Regions from separate parts of the Mus musculus genome. Here region 1 is linked to region 2. The links are chromatin contacts, called in public HiChIP or PLAC-seq maps. All regions are on one chromosome and are shown on one strand. The core of a region is the stretch at or near the end of the contact, and the rest is flanking DNA. Distances in the headings are between cores, read along the strand shown. Region 1 holds the start of Bc1 (brain cytoplasmic RNA 1). Region 2 holds the start of Mrgprg (MAS-related GPR, member G).

The links. HiChIP or PLAC-seq counts read pairs in DNA pulled down with a chosen protein or histone mark.
Region 1: an HNF4G HiChIP or PLAC-seq map of pancreatic cancer cells shows a contact between it and region 2. The contact joins the promoter of Bc1 here to the promoter of Mrgprg in region 2. A contact is called at or near these places in 2 of 39 promoter capture datasets (hippocampal neurons and pre-B cells) and 1 of 115 datasets of contacts at active chromatin or transcription factors (pancreatic cancer cells).

The regions. Positions count from the first base shown.
Region 1 is chr7:144,910,924-144,917,781 of GRCm38.p6, forward strand. It overlaps Bc1 (brain cytoplasmic RNA 1), which reads left to right and starts at 3,547. Exons shown (of 1, transcript NR_038088.1): 1 at 3,547-3,700. It overlaps LTO1 (ABCE maturation factor), which reads left to right and starts at 4,177. Exons shown (of 4, transcript NM_001357869.1): 1 at 4,177-4,406; 2 at 5,505-5,610; 3 at 6,687-6,757. The coding sequence starts at 4,315.
Region 2 is chr7:143,763,689-143,771,042 of GRCm38.p6, forward strand. Mrgprg (MAS-related GPR, member G) reads right to left here and starts at 3,305. Exons shown (of 2, transcript NM_203492.2): 1 at 3,183-3,305; 2 at 22-1,719. The coding sequence starts at 1,685. The coding sequence ends at 816.

The DNA of each region.
Region 1 (6,858 bases), core at 2,297-4,796, 1.1 Mb after region 2:
TAACTGCTAAATCAGGTGGTGATTTCTCACACCTATAACCTCAGAATTCCAGAAGCTGAGGCAGGAGAATTGCCCTGAGTTTGAGACCAGCCTAGGGTGCAAAGACCCTGCCTCCAACAAAGCAAGCAAACAAATAAACAAAACAATAATAAAAATCAATTACTGTAGTGAGCACATTTCAATGTTGAATTTGTAGGGATTTGCTTTGGACTCGGGTTGTCTTCACTTTTCTCTGCATCTGAAAGAAAATATGAGGGATGGTGGATTTCTGGAAGCTGATTTGGTCAAGAATAGAAAATTAATAATTCCATGCTGTAATACTGGGGATTGAACCAGGAACCTCCCATGTGCTGGGCAAGTTCTCTACCACTGAGCCATAGCCTCAGTCCAATGAAAATATCTTGAAACCACTGGCCTAAATAGAACACACTGAGCTCTCAGACACCTGAGGACATGCTTAGGAGGGCTGTCATTGGCCCTCCCCAGTCATTCTCATGTCACCTGTCCTGTCCAGTGTTATCTAACATTTGGGCTGTGATTCTAAGGTGTTACAGAAGTGGCTCTCACAAGGGTTCCTCCAAAACCTGACATCAGCTGGAGTGTTTCAGATATTTCTCACCCAGTTCTAATGTGTTCAGTTGCTAAAATGAGCATCGAGTTTGAAAATTATGTAAGAATTTAGAGATCAATAATATTTGTACCTTAAAACGTATTAATTTGGCTCTTTGGAAGCTCCTTTGAGTGGGCTGGGCATTGAACCCAGGGCCTCTTGAATGCTAGGCAAGTGCTCTGCCACTGAGCCATGCCCCCAGGCCCCCCCTCCTGCTTTTAAGGTCCCATTTTTAAAGTCTGGACCTTGTTGAGAATAAAGCAATCTGCAAGCATGACATTGAAGATTCAAGTCTGTCTAAAGGGTCTCTTTGCTCCTGTTGTTGAGACAAGCTGGATTCTGAACATATTTAGGACGGAAACCAAGCTGGGCAGGGTGAGTTTCACCAAAGCCATGTCCTGAACCAAGAGTCAGAATCAATAGTTTGAATTTTTGTGATATATATTTTTTCCCCATACTTTGTGCTTACAAACTCACTCGTGCACACATACACACACATTATTCTACCCAGCAATGGTGATGAGACATGCCTTTGATTCCTACATTCAGGAGGTAGAGGCAGGCAGATCTCTGTGAGTTCAAGGCCAGCCTGGTCTACAGATCAAGTTCCAGGACAGCCAGGACTACACAGAGAAACCCTGTCTTGAACCCACCCTCCAAATTTTACATTGTAGACACAGGCTTTATCTGTAAGTGGTCCTCCCTTCTTTCTCCTCAACAATAACTATTTTTTTATTGCAAAAGCTACATTTTATTTTATTTCAGCTAATAACTTTTATCCTCAGGATTGTATTTTAAACACATAATAAGTGAATTGTCCTGGGAGCATGTTGAAAGCATAAGGCTGGGTATATTTTTCAAGGGGGATATAAATTGATGGGGAAAAACCAGGGTGGAAACATAACAGTATTAACAAAAAGAAAGAAGTGATCAGAGGGCTGAAGAAATACATTATTCTGCATGCTTTTTTCCCCCATTCTCTGTATTACAAGTGTTTTGTGACTTTATTTAGTCAGGAAAAAAAAGTAAAAATGTAAAAGACATTTAGGAATAGCACAGGACAGACCTCATTTCACCTTTAAAATATACATGTCTTTGGGGGGGGGGTTAACATCCAGAAGTAACTGATGTGCATTGTATAAACATGGGAAGAAGTCCAAAGGTCATGGGATTGCTGAATCCTGAGGTGGCCACGGTCAGCATTTGTCATCTTTCTAGTGTGAACTTAAGTGAGTCTCCTAGTGCCTGACAGCTTTGCTCTCCGTGGCTGTCACCAGATCCAGCTAGGTTTTACAAGTCTCACCACAGTGCTCATTATAGGGTGTCAAATCTCCACAGTTCTCTGACTACTTCCCACAGACAAAAATCAAACAAAATTAAACTACCAGGTCAAAGCGGACAGACTTTCAAATGACCTTCTTATCCTTTTGAACCATCTGACCAAAAGTCAGCTCAAATTCATACATTGGTGAACAATGAAAGTTCCCTTTAATTCCACCAAACAGAGGGCTCAGGGCCTTTAACCATCTCAGAAGGCAGATGCTACTTCTGGCTGCTCTTTCCGTGGACTCCGTCTGTTCCTCCTGGGACTCTACCCAATTTAAAGGCCAGACACCTGCTGCTCAGTTCTGTGCCATACAAAAGGCCCATTAGCTTGCTATTTTCTCCTGTTAGGATGAATTCATTCATTCATTCATCTATTTCTTTTTTTTTTTGTTTTTTTGTTTTTTTGTTTTTTTTCGAGACAGGGTTTCTCTGTGTAGCCCTGGCTGTCCTGGAACTCACTTTGTAGACCAGGCTGGCCTCGAACTCAGAAATCCGCCTGCCTCTGCCTCCCAAGTGCTGGGATTAAAGGCGTACGCCACAACGCCCGGCTCATTCATCTATTTCTAAACAATTATATTTTATGTTTTGAGATATGGTCTCACTCTTCAGCCCAGACCAGTCTGGAATGCACTCTGTAGCCCAGGTTGGCCTCAGATTCATGGCAGTTCTTTTCCCTCAGCTTCCCACATGGGGCTTACAAGTGGGGGCCACTGTCCCTGCTTCCAGGATGAATCTGTTTTGTACCCACATCTTTTTTTTTCTTTTCATTTTTTGAGACAGGTTTTCTCTGTGTAGCCCTGGCTGTCCTGGAACTTACTCTGTAGACCAGGCTGGCCTCGAACTCAGAAATCTGCCTGCCTCTGCCTCCGAAGTGCTGGGATTAAAAGAAGACCTTTGCCACCGCACCTGGCCTCCTTTTTCTTTTTGTGGTTAACTTTTTACTTGGTGTAGACTCTTCTGATGAGCAGTGTGAGCAGCGTGAGCAGAGTGTGAGGGACTCACTTTATTTTCCTGAGAAACCATACTTGCCTGTCATGGCGAGTGCTCACTGCTCTATCCTTCCTGAAGTTTGTGATTTTATTTTTATCACGGAAGTTTTACTCCTAGGAGACATTCTAGGCTGTTCTCCAGGCTTATCTCTTCTTCAGTCAACATGCCATCATGTTCATCACCAGACTCAAACTTCTCTCTTCTGTCTGACACAGTAGTTCTCATTTTCAAAAAGCATTTTGTTATAGTTAAGGATTCATTTGCACAGATGAAATTCAGTTCAAGTGGCGTGTTTACTTATTCAGCCCTCCATCAATTACAGTGTTGTATCTCTGGTCTCTTTTATACAGGAGCTGATTAACTTGTTAGCAATTGTTGCCTAAGGAACTTACTGTACTGTGGAATACTCTTTAAAACTATACTTTGGAAGGTATCTCTGATGGAAATGATGAGAAAACTAACTTCAATTTCTGCTGTTTGAAGAGTGGGTGCCTGTGAGATTGGAGCGCTTGGACAAAGTGGCTCCTCCTGCCGGCCAGCCCTTCGGAACCACCTGATACTTGACTGTGTATGAAATACTTCAGTTTTGCTTTAAATACTGGCAGCAAGTGCTAGCGTTCGGGGTTGGGGATTTAGCTCAGTGGTAGAGCGCTTGCCTAGCAAGCGCAAGGCCCTGGGTTCGGTCCTCAGCTCTGGAAAAAAAAAAAAAAAAAAAAAAAGACAAAATAACAAAAAGACCAAAAAAAAACAAGGTAACTGGCACACACAACCTTTTTCATTTTCAAAGACCCCCCCCCAAGGGCATTTTCATGTCTGGGGGCAATATTTATTATCTGCCCTTTAGGATATCGCAGTATCAAATCGTTTCCAGCCCTCAGGGAGGGTCCGGTGCAGTGTACAGATGCGGTGATTGACAGTCCGGTGACAGCAGAGGATGCCGGATACTCCTCCCTCCTTGAAGCCTGCCCCTTGGGCCCTTCCTCCATTTCCTGGGAACGCCCCTGTGCCAGATCTTTGGTAACTTTTCTCATTTCTTTAAGACCCACGTTTGTGAATTCGGTCCCATCTGTTTGGATTTTGAAAATAAAAGCAGGGTTCGTCTGGACACCGCGAGCGACCCAGACGACGTGCCCCAAGCGACCTGACCCGCCCCACCCACCACGGAGCGAGCGGTACCAAGGAGGAGGAGCAAGGCTTCCCTCGGGCTAGCCCCGCCCATGTAGCATCTACCCATGCGCAGTGGGATGGGCTTTTTTTTTTTTTTTGGCTTCTTTAGCTTGCCGTCCTTACCCGCCCTGCTCCGCGCGGCATACACGGAAGTGTCTTCTTCATTCTGACAATCCGGGCGTTTGTGATCGCGTCTCGCCAGTTGGCGATTACTACACAGAATGAAAGGAATGCGAGGGCCGGGGGAGAGCCGAGACACCGCCATGGCCGTGGAGCAGGACATATTTGACGCCGTCGTGATGGCGGATGAGAGGTGGGCAGAGAGACCCGGCTCCGCCCCGCCCCGGCAGCTGCTGGGCAGTCCTCGGGGATACCCGCCTTCGCCATCTGCGAGCTGCCACTTTTTCTTGTCCTTTAATTGCCGCACATACGGCGGTATTCATGGGTCTGCTGATGGATATGTCGGGCAGGCCCCTTTGGATCCTGAAAAGTCCCCAGGGAACGCCTGGGCGGGACGGTGGCCCAGGTCATCTTGGCCTCTCCAGGCTGGCTGCTCATTGTGGGTTGGGTACCTCCCCGGGTGACTGCTCAGGCTCGGTTTAGGGAGTCGGGTCCTGGCAGATGCCCACGCCCCCAAATGGGGAGCTGTTCACTGCCTCACATGGGGGCTTCCAGAACATTCCTTCAACAGCGCCGGCAGCAATTTATTGCCAGTTTGAGGGTTGAACTCTTAGACACAATAATACCCACCTACCCAGAGCATCCCAGTGGTGGCATACTGTCTTGATCTTGGGGACATTTTCTGTACCTCTACAGAGGTGTGAGGAGTCCTGGGTGCTTGGAGTGTTTTAGAAACAAACAGGTTGAGTTATGATGGCATGTAGGCTCAGATGCACCTACCCTCACACCTACATTTTCAAAAGTAGATTCCTAGTGTGTTCCGAGCTTGCTTGAGTTTGTATCTTTACATTTTCCTTGTGGGTTCTGGTGCTCGGCTGGGTTTGGTAGTCATCTGTGTAGCCTACCTACAGTTACAGATGATAACCTGGCTTTCTAGGGGTTGGGGCTGTAGTTCAGTTAGTAGAGTGTTTGCCACAGAATGTAGCCCATATGTATCAGGGCTCCTCTTGGAGATGGTGGCACACACCTGTAATCTCAGCATTCAAGAGCTAGAGGCAGGGCTGCTTGAATTGGAGGCCAGCCTTGGCTGCACAGTGAGATACTGCCTCAAAAATGGGACTAATGGGCACAGTAATGGGCCAGGGTGTAGAAGAGCTAGACCTAGAAGCTGTATTCTGTGACTTGAGTTTTAAGCTTTTCCTACTACCCAGACTGCTGGGTCCAGTGGGATCTGGATAATACAAGGCAGGAAGAGGTATCTTGCCTGATGATGTGTGTTTCTTTATCACAGATTCCATGGGGAGGGATATCAGGAAGGCTATGAAGAAGGCAGTAGCTTGGGGATCGTTGAAGGAAAGCGGTATGGCATGGTACATGGAGCCAAGATTGGGTCTGAGGTAAGTGAGAGGGCTGCCTAGAAGTGACTTCATAGATGAGTGTGGTGGTCCTTACCTGTCATCCCAACAGTCAGGGAACTCTAGGCAAGCCTCAGCTAGATAGTGAGATCCTGTCTCCAAAAACCAGGCTGGGGAAGTGGCTCAACAGCAGAGCATGCACCAGCATGCATAAGGCCATGGCTTTGAAACAGTGCCTTGAGGAGAAGAACAAAGGCATTGAACTTTTCCTCACAGCATCTTGCCTTTTCCCCACTACAAGGCCTTTGGTGTGGATTCATCGCCCAGACAGAAAATCCTTAGCACAGAGTCACCAAAGTTGGTTATGGAGTAGCACAGCGCTGTCTCATATCTTTAGCCAGTTCCGGCCTCACCCAGATGTGTGCCATGTTCACTGTGACATCCCATAGGCTCCACAGTTTTTCTTCCCTTGTCTTTGTCCTTGCTTAGCTCCCTCTTCCAGATCCCTGATCCTGACTGGCAGAAGAGGTCATGATAGTGTCAGATACCTGATGCCACAAAGCAGGTCCCTACAGATCTATGGGTCTCTGAAGTAACAATCTTTGGTTATGTCACACAGTACCTAGGGTCAGAAGAAGCCATGTGTCAGAAGGGCTCCAGTCTAATCCGAAGGTCTGGCTGGGCCAGGGATCTATCCCTAAGATAGCACACCATCTAATTGATATCCTCTGCTCAGGTGTCCTCATGACACTCCAAAGCAAGTAGCCTGTGAGAGCAAGGCACAGTGGCATTGCTTTTTCTAGCCAGTCTGAGAAACTAGACCGAGAAGCTGAGCACTCTGCTTTCCTCTGTAGTTTATACACAGACCCTGGACGAGGACCGGGTGCCAGCTACAGTATGTATATAGAGGAGGCATTCCCAATGTTAGCATGGTGCCTGGCTGCCCCACTGGGGCTTTCTGCATACAGTTTCCATTGCCCCAAACTTACAGCTTCCAGAATGGCTGAAGGAGCAGTGTGGTAGCCCTCTGCCAAGGCCTGTGCTTTGAGATCTTGGCAGTTGGTGTGGTGTGGCTGAGTGCTTACCGCCTTCACTCTGGGCTGCTTTTCAATTCACAGATTGGATGCTACCGGGGTTTTGCTCTTGCATGGAAGTGTCTCCTACACAGTGGCGCTGGTGAAAAAGACAGGTAAGGCTGGGGCTCGCTATCTCCTTTCCCTCTCAGCCTCTCATCAGCAAACTGTCTGTGCAATGGCCAGGAGGAACTCTGAGTGTCCTCATGTGTGCACA
Region 2 (7,354 bases), core at 2,055-4,554:
ATTTAAGAACAACAATGCAGATAGGTTGCTTTCTGCTTTTTTATTTTAATTATTAAAGAAACATCATAACATGTACAAAATAATGTGTACTTTGGAAGCTTAGCTCTCTCTTCTCTCAAACTGTAGGTTAAGCTGGCTGACAGGTCAAGGTGGGGGTCTACAGAAAAAGCTTGAGTGAGCACAGTCCTAGAGGAGCCCAGAGCTGGGGATGGGATGGGATCTGGGTAGGATCCAGGGCCCCCTGCTTGCACTGTGTCGGCCCTTGGGGACACCTGAGAAGCAGAAGTGCCCAGGAAGCAAGAACTTGAGGAAGACTTGGGCACAGGACAGACTAGGTTTATTTAGTGATGAAACAGCTCCACCTTGTGGCTGCTATGAGTAGTAACACCAGGCTGGAGAATTGGGGAGGCGGTCAGCCTCAGTTTCTCCAAAAGCAGAGAATGCTCCCCAGGAGCTGATGCTGTAGTTCTAGTCTTCTGACTCATCTACGGCAGGAGGAAGCTCCTGGTGTACTGGGGTTGAGGGGCAGCTTCCTCAGGTAGGATGCTGTAGGGGCAGAAGGAGGTAGGATCCATGTCCTCATTATAGTTCTGGGATCCTCCTTCACGCACCTGCTTCTCTGTCTGTTCCTGCCCTCCTTGCCGTCTCCTGTGCGTGTTCAATATGCAATCTGGCCCCCATCCCTTCTCTCCTGCATACAAGAGGAAGCCATAAAATTCCCAGGATCAGAGCTTGGCCGTCGCAAAGGTTTGAGCAAGACTGGGACCCCCTGGCAGCTCTGAGGGCAGGGTAGGTGGGCGTATAATGGCCACTCTCTACACTTGGTGCATGGGCAAGGATAGCCCCCCAAGACCTGACTGGGACTCTTCCCCTAGAGCCCTGTTTAGGGCTACCTGCAGTGGGTCCTTCCTGAGCTGCCTGCCCTTCATGTAGTACAAGAGGGGCTTTGCACTGCTGTCAATGCAGGCCAGGAGGGTGGCCAGTGGAAAGAAGAAGGGGAGCAGGAATTTTAAGACTGGCCGCAGGCACCAGTAGACAACCAGGGGTAGGCGACAGAAGAACAGAAGGATCCCAGAGCACTGGGCCAACTTGCAGAACTTGGGGGGTGGCTGTGAAGAGCAGCAGTTCCCAAAGATTAAGAGAAACTTGCTTGCCCCACATGCCATGCCAGACAGTACCGCTAGCCAGGTGACACTGGTCCAATGGTACTTGAGGCAGACCAGCAGACTCATTCCGTTTTTTAGCAGCCCACAGGCGTTGGCTGGCAACAGCACGGCCGGCATGGTCAGGGCCCAGATCACGAGGCAGAGGACAACTGAAGTGAACCTGGGACGGCGGTTGGGGCTGCAAAAGGAGGGGAACATGTAGGCGAGGCAACAGTCCACACTGAAGGCAGCCAGCAGCCAGAGCCCCACGGCAAACCACAGGAAGGTGACTGGGAAGTAGAGTGTGTCCTCATGGCCCGACACGATCGTAGCAATAGAGAAGCCAACTTGGCATGAGAGGAAGAGGAAATCGGCAGCAGCCAGGTGCAGCAGGTAGGTGTTGAAGGGTCCCTTCTTAATGTGCAGACCGAGGTGCCAGAGCAGCAGAGCGTTGCCCACCAGCCCTGCAAGGCTGACAGTGAGGCTGAGGAAGAAGAGCACTTTGTTGAATGTGCCCCAGATGTTGAATATGGAGAACATCCTGGCTGGCTTCCGTGGGTGCTCTGGGAGGCCCCTGCAAAGGGTGACAGTGTTCACTACGAAGCTGCTGTGCCCCGAGTGTGGAAAGCAAGAGCCTGCAGCTTCCAGAGTCCGAGTTGTCTCAAGCCCCTTCCTGGCTGCATGTGATACCAGGTTACCCCCTCACAGCTGCTTTGCTTGGAAGCAGCTCTCTCTGCCCTCATCCTGGTTAGACAACCCATCCTGAATGAGGTGTCCCCATGCAGAGGCCCACCACATTCAGACAAAGGGGCCACAGGTGGAGAGACTCCCCTTTCTTTTTAACTGTAGTACCAATGTGAGAATGCTTTCTCTAAGGCTCTGATCACACCCACCCCAGGGTCTCTGATAGTGCCTGCTCTGACCCAGGACACTCCATTCTGTGCTAGGTGAGGCTTCAGGGGACTTTCCCCACACTGTCCTTTTAGAGCGCGACATTAAAGCCCAGGGTCCTGAGGAACTGTGGCTAACTCTGAAGCTTCATGTCAGAGTCTGGGACTTTGATGATGGGTCTCAGGGCCCCAAATCTTCTTAGGGAGCAAGCAGGAGAGTTTCTGGTACCCTCATGGAGGCGAGTGTTTCAGAGCAGTACCTTTTTCCACAGAGCCCATGATGGACCTTGTCCAAGATCCAGGGTATGAGGACCCAGGCTCTGGGGACAGGGACTGCCAGGGAGGAACAGCAATAGGAAAAGATAGACCAGGGCTGGGGGGTAATGGAGTGGAGAAGAGAGATGGACAGACAGACACAGAGAGAAATAGAGAATAGAGGTAGAGATAAAGAGGAAGGGACAGACATGGGAAAACATAGTCAAAGATGGAAAGAGATGTATATTGTGTACTTTACGTATGACCCTCATTCCTGGTCTGGGCTGTGTCCCCTACCCAGAACCCTAGCTATCTCTGTACTCACTGAGACCCAGCCTCCATCAGACCCTGCTTCCTCTCACAGGGCCAAACCTTCTGCAGTGTCCTGATGAGTATCACCCACCATCTCATCACCAAGCATCCTTCCTAGCACCTGTGGGAGATGGTGATTCAACCTACCAGTTCAGCTGTCAAGGTCAGAGTACAGGTCCTCAGGACCTTGAAATTAAGGACTGAACCTTCACGCATCAGAGTGGTGACAGAGGCAAGACTCTTCCCCTCTGTGAGCCCCCAAGGGTGTAAATCCAGACATCTACTCCTGTGTGGATTCTGGCTGGTGGAGCCAAGGCTAGATCTGAAAGGGGATGCGGTAGGTGGGGTGGGGCATCTTCCTCATCCTTGTTCTCCAATGGACCTGGAGCAATGAGTTTCAAGCCTGAGCCTCAGCTTCCAAGGCTCCCTTAACTGCCTTCCCCATAAGGTCCCTTTTAGAGGACATCCTCAGAGCCACCAGCACCCCCCTGAGAGCCAGGCAGGCAAGTGATGTAGAGGGTAAGAGAAGGGGTGCTTCTTGCTTAGGGAAGCAGGTAGAGGGGCATATTAACCTTCTCACCTGATGACCGCCTGCTGACAGTGGCTGTCTCCAGCTCGCTCAGCCCACACTTGTTGTCTTGATCTCCTCCTGGCCCCTAAATCCCCTTCTGTCCTCTGAGGCTGGCTCCTGCCAGTTCCCTAGAAGTGGGGTGGGTGTGTCACCTTTTCACGGAAATCAAAGGAATGAGCTCAAACAGAGCTGTCAGTGTGGGAGGCTCCTCCTTTTCATCTGGGAGATGAAAACAGAGAGCCTTGCACGCCGCCCATTCTGGAATGGTCCCTGGCCTTAGGTGCTCGGGACCAAAGGAAGAGATGACATCTGTAAAGATGGATCAGTCAGTAAAGTTCTCGCTATGCAGGTATGAGAATTTGAGTTTGGATCCCCTGCACCTTTAATAAAAGTTGGGCATCATGGTGCATGCTTGTGACCCCAGTACTGAGAGATGGAGACCAGAGGACTCATGGGACTTGATATTCAGCTGGCTATGCCAATCACTACATTTGCTGCAAAGTCTTATCTTTAAAAAATAAGGTATTGGGCCAGTGAGAGGGCTCAGTGGGTAAAGGTTCTTGCCACACCCAAGCCTGACAACCTAAGTTCAATTCCAGGGATCCCCATAAAAGAAGAAAATTGATTCCTAAAAGTTTCCCTCTGATCTGGACACATGTGGTGGCACATTTGTGCACACACACAGATAAACTTAAAAACATATTTAAGCCAGAGGTTGTGGCCCACACCTTTAATCCCAGCACTTGGGAGGCAGAGGCAGACAGATTTCTGCAAGTCTGCACAGAGTTTCCAGGTCAACCAGGATGGTATTGTGAGATGTTGTCTCAAAACAACAACAGCATGGACTTTAAAATGTTTTTTAATGTGTAGGGTAATTAAGAAGACACACACTCAGTGCTGATCTTTAGGCAGCACATACACCTGCACAGATGTGCATGCACCTACACACATGTGCACATAAACTCACACAGCAGTTGGAAGGGAATAGGGAGAGTCCAATAGAGCTAGGACTGCACAGTGAGATATTCTGGAGACTCACTGGCAGAGGAAGGTCCTGGGGAGCTGGGCACCCAGACGTTGGGTGGATAAAGACCAAAGCATGCTCTCATGCCTGAAGGTCTCTGGTTTATCTTCAGATTCCATCAAAAGCCAGGCGCACCCTCCAAGTCATCCAGTACGCATGTGCTTTCAAGGCTCTGTGTTATGGTTAGCTAAGTAAATATGCAGGAAAACCCATCTTATGGTGACTCAGACAGCTGTGGCTCAAGATGGCTGCCATCATGTCAAGCCAGATCCATACTCTGTCCTCTGTGGGATGCACCCTTACAACACACACAAGCACTGTGCAGCCCCAAATCTCCCCAACTTTTCATTGTTCTGGTAGGCCTTTGTTGTTGTTCTTCTTCAGGGCTTTGCCCTCAAGGATTAATATAATTGTCATAGTGTGCCGGTACTGTGAGGTGATCTAGAGGAGTCCACAGCAGCTGGAGAGTCTGTGCACCACCGAAGCAGGCAGCAGGGAGACAACCAAGCACTTGGCACCTCTCCTGTGACAGTGTAGGATTGGACAGGACTTTGATATTGGTTTTCGAATGTGACACAGAATTGACGTTCTGATCTGATAAGATATGGCCTGTGGTCTGTCTCTAACAGCTGCTGTGTGAATATGACCAAAAGTACATGTGTGATTTAACACCTCAAGCCCTGGGCTAGACAGATGGCTCAGGAGCCGAAGGTCTCCCTGCTCTTCTGGAAGACCTGAGTTTAGCTCCTAGCACTGAGGTTTCGTGATTGAACCAACTAAAGGGAGAACAGACTCGTCCTGGGTGTCAGAATGGGGACAACCTTCCCCTGTCCCCATGTAAACCCCAGTGTGTCCTATCCCTAGTGTGCTGAGGTCACCAGGCTACCTGTTTGTTCTGTGAGACCATTAGTTCCTGTTTGGTGTAAGTGGCAAACTGCTAAGCCTCTGAGACCACCCAGGAGGTCCCCAGAGAAGCTAAGGTCAGTGTCCTCGTGTGATTAAGCCTGGACCCCTCCCCCCTCTGACCCCATCACAGTGCTGCCTGTTGACTGGGACCTTATACCTGGAATCATCCCTGAGTCATGTGGCCCAAATGTCTCAATTTCTCCCCCTCCCCAATTTTAAATTACAGTTGTGTGTGTGTGTGTGTGTGTGTGTGTGTGTGTGTGTGTGCACTGAGGTCAGAAGCTCACTTGTGGGAGTCAGTTCTCTCCTTCCACCATATTGGTTCTAGAAATTGGACTCAGGTTGTCAGCCTTGGTGGCAATACCCACTGAACCGCGTTGCCGACTCCTGTTGAACAGCACTACCTTCCCGTCCTTTGAGCCAAACCGCTGCCATCTTTATGAGTGCAGCTGTATCTGTTTGAAGAAGATCACTCCAGATGGACTTGTTAATTTAGAAGTTCCCTCATAGAAAGAAAAACGGGGGAGGGTCATGGGAACCTTACCTATGTATACGGCCACCTCACCCTCAGCAATTTGTATACATTTCTGCGCAGAGTACAAGCTGTGGGGAGGGCGTGCTGGGTGTAGAACTTCCAGCCTGGCCTATGCATAAGCCAAATAAACTCCTTGGCTCCCCAGGGGCAGATGCTTCTTAGATCCCTCAGCAAGCAGAAAATCTTGGAGACTGCCCCCAAACCTTTCCAACTCCTCCACTGACCCAGTTGGTCCTGGTGGGGTTTCTGTTGTTACTGTTGTCCTTTGGTTGGTTTGTTTATTTTGGTTCAGTATAAATCATGTGACTTGTTACACAGTGTCCTAGGCGAGTGGTGATCTGTGGCTGGCCTTGTCATTGCCATTGAGTAATACTGTGGGAAGAGTAAACAAAATGTACAATTTTTTTTTCTATCCAAGGATTACATGAGACCACATTTCCCTTAAAAATTTGTAAAGAAATCACATGGCAGAAGTTGAGACTCCTGCAGGCTCAGCACTTTTGAACTCAAGGTTGTACTCTGCTCAAAACCTCAGGAGTAAAAACACAGGGGACCCAACTGGGCATGCGTGTTCCCTTCAGCAGGAGTAAAGCTTTTGTCTTGCAAATGCTTTGAATTGGATCATGTGGCAATTCCTTCGGACCCTGGACCTATTTCTAACAATATTGATGTTAGATTTCTGAGGCAGCTTAAGAAGATGGCAGGGGTGGGGGAAGTGAAGAAAAGAGACCAGTTAGTCTCAACAGAGAGGAGTGTTTATTTCAAACATCAAGGCAAATACGATGGGAAAGGGGTGTCTGCCAAACAGGAAGAGGGTACTTGGGGTTTATATAGGAGGTTTGGGGAATGCACCTGCTGGGGCTACCTGCAAGCCTGCAGTCTCTCTCTCCTGGACTTGTTTGTTCAAGATAAGGTCGTTTGTCTTTAGAAACTGCCTTGTCCTGGCTATGGGGATGAGGGTCATAGAGAGTAACTGAGTTTGGCAATGGCAGTGAAGGGGAAGGAGTTGGAGTTTCAATACAGGGCCTTGGTCAGGGTCTGGAAGAGTTTGTTTGAGGTTTGTTCCAACATACCCCAACTCTTAAGAGATAAGGAATGGGTCAGAGAGGATGGGGTTTCCAGATATAGGGTTGGAGTTTGTGGGGAAGTGAGCTGAGCATGAACAGAGAGGTCTGGGGAAGAGGGAGTTCTGTAGGCACAGTGTGTGTGTGTGTGTGTGTGTGTGTGTGTGAGAGAGAGAGAGAGAGAGAGAGAGAGAGAGAGAGAGAGAGAGAATGTGTATGTGGTGTGTGTGAGTGAGTGTGTTGTGTGTGAGAGTATGTGTGTGGTGTGAGTGAGTATGTGTGTGAGAGTGGGGGGGTGTGGGGGTGTGAGTGTGTTGTGTGTGAGAGTGTGTGTGTGGTGTGAGTGAGTGAGTGTGTATGTGAGAGTGTGTGTGGGATGTGTGTGTGTGAATGTGGTATGTGTGTTTGTGTGTGTGTGTGTGGTCCCTGTTGAGCAAAGCCTCAGATCATGAGGAACTGAGTCAGGCTGTACTGGGCAGTAGTCCCCAGCCATAAATAATAACTTAGTCCCAGCCTGTATATGTACATGTCCCCTGGCCCCTCTAATGTATCCAACCTTCAATTGTCAGAAAGGTTGGGGCCTCTTGATGCTCCAATAGAGCAGTTTCAGCCTGTTGAGGTTAAGTCTCTTGGCTTCTCTGCCTGTTTTCTG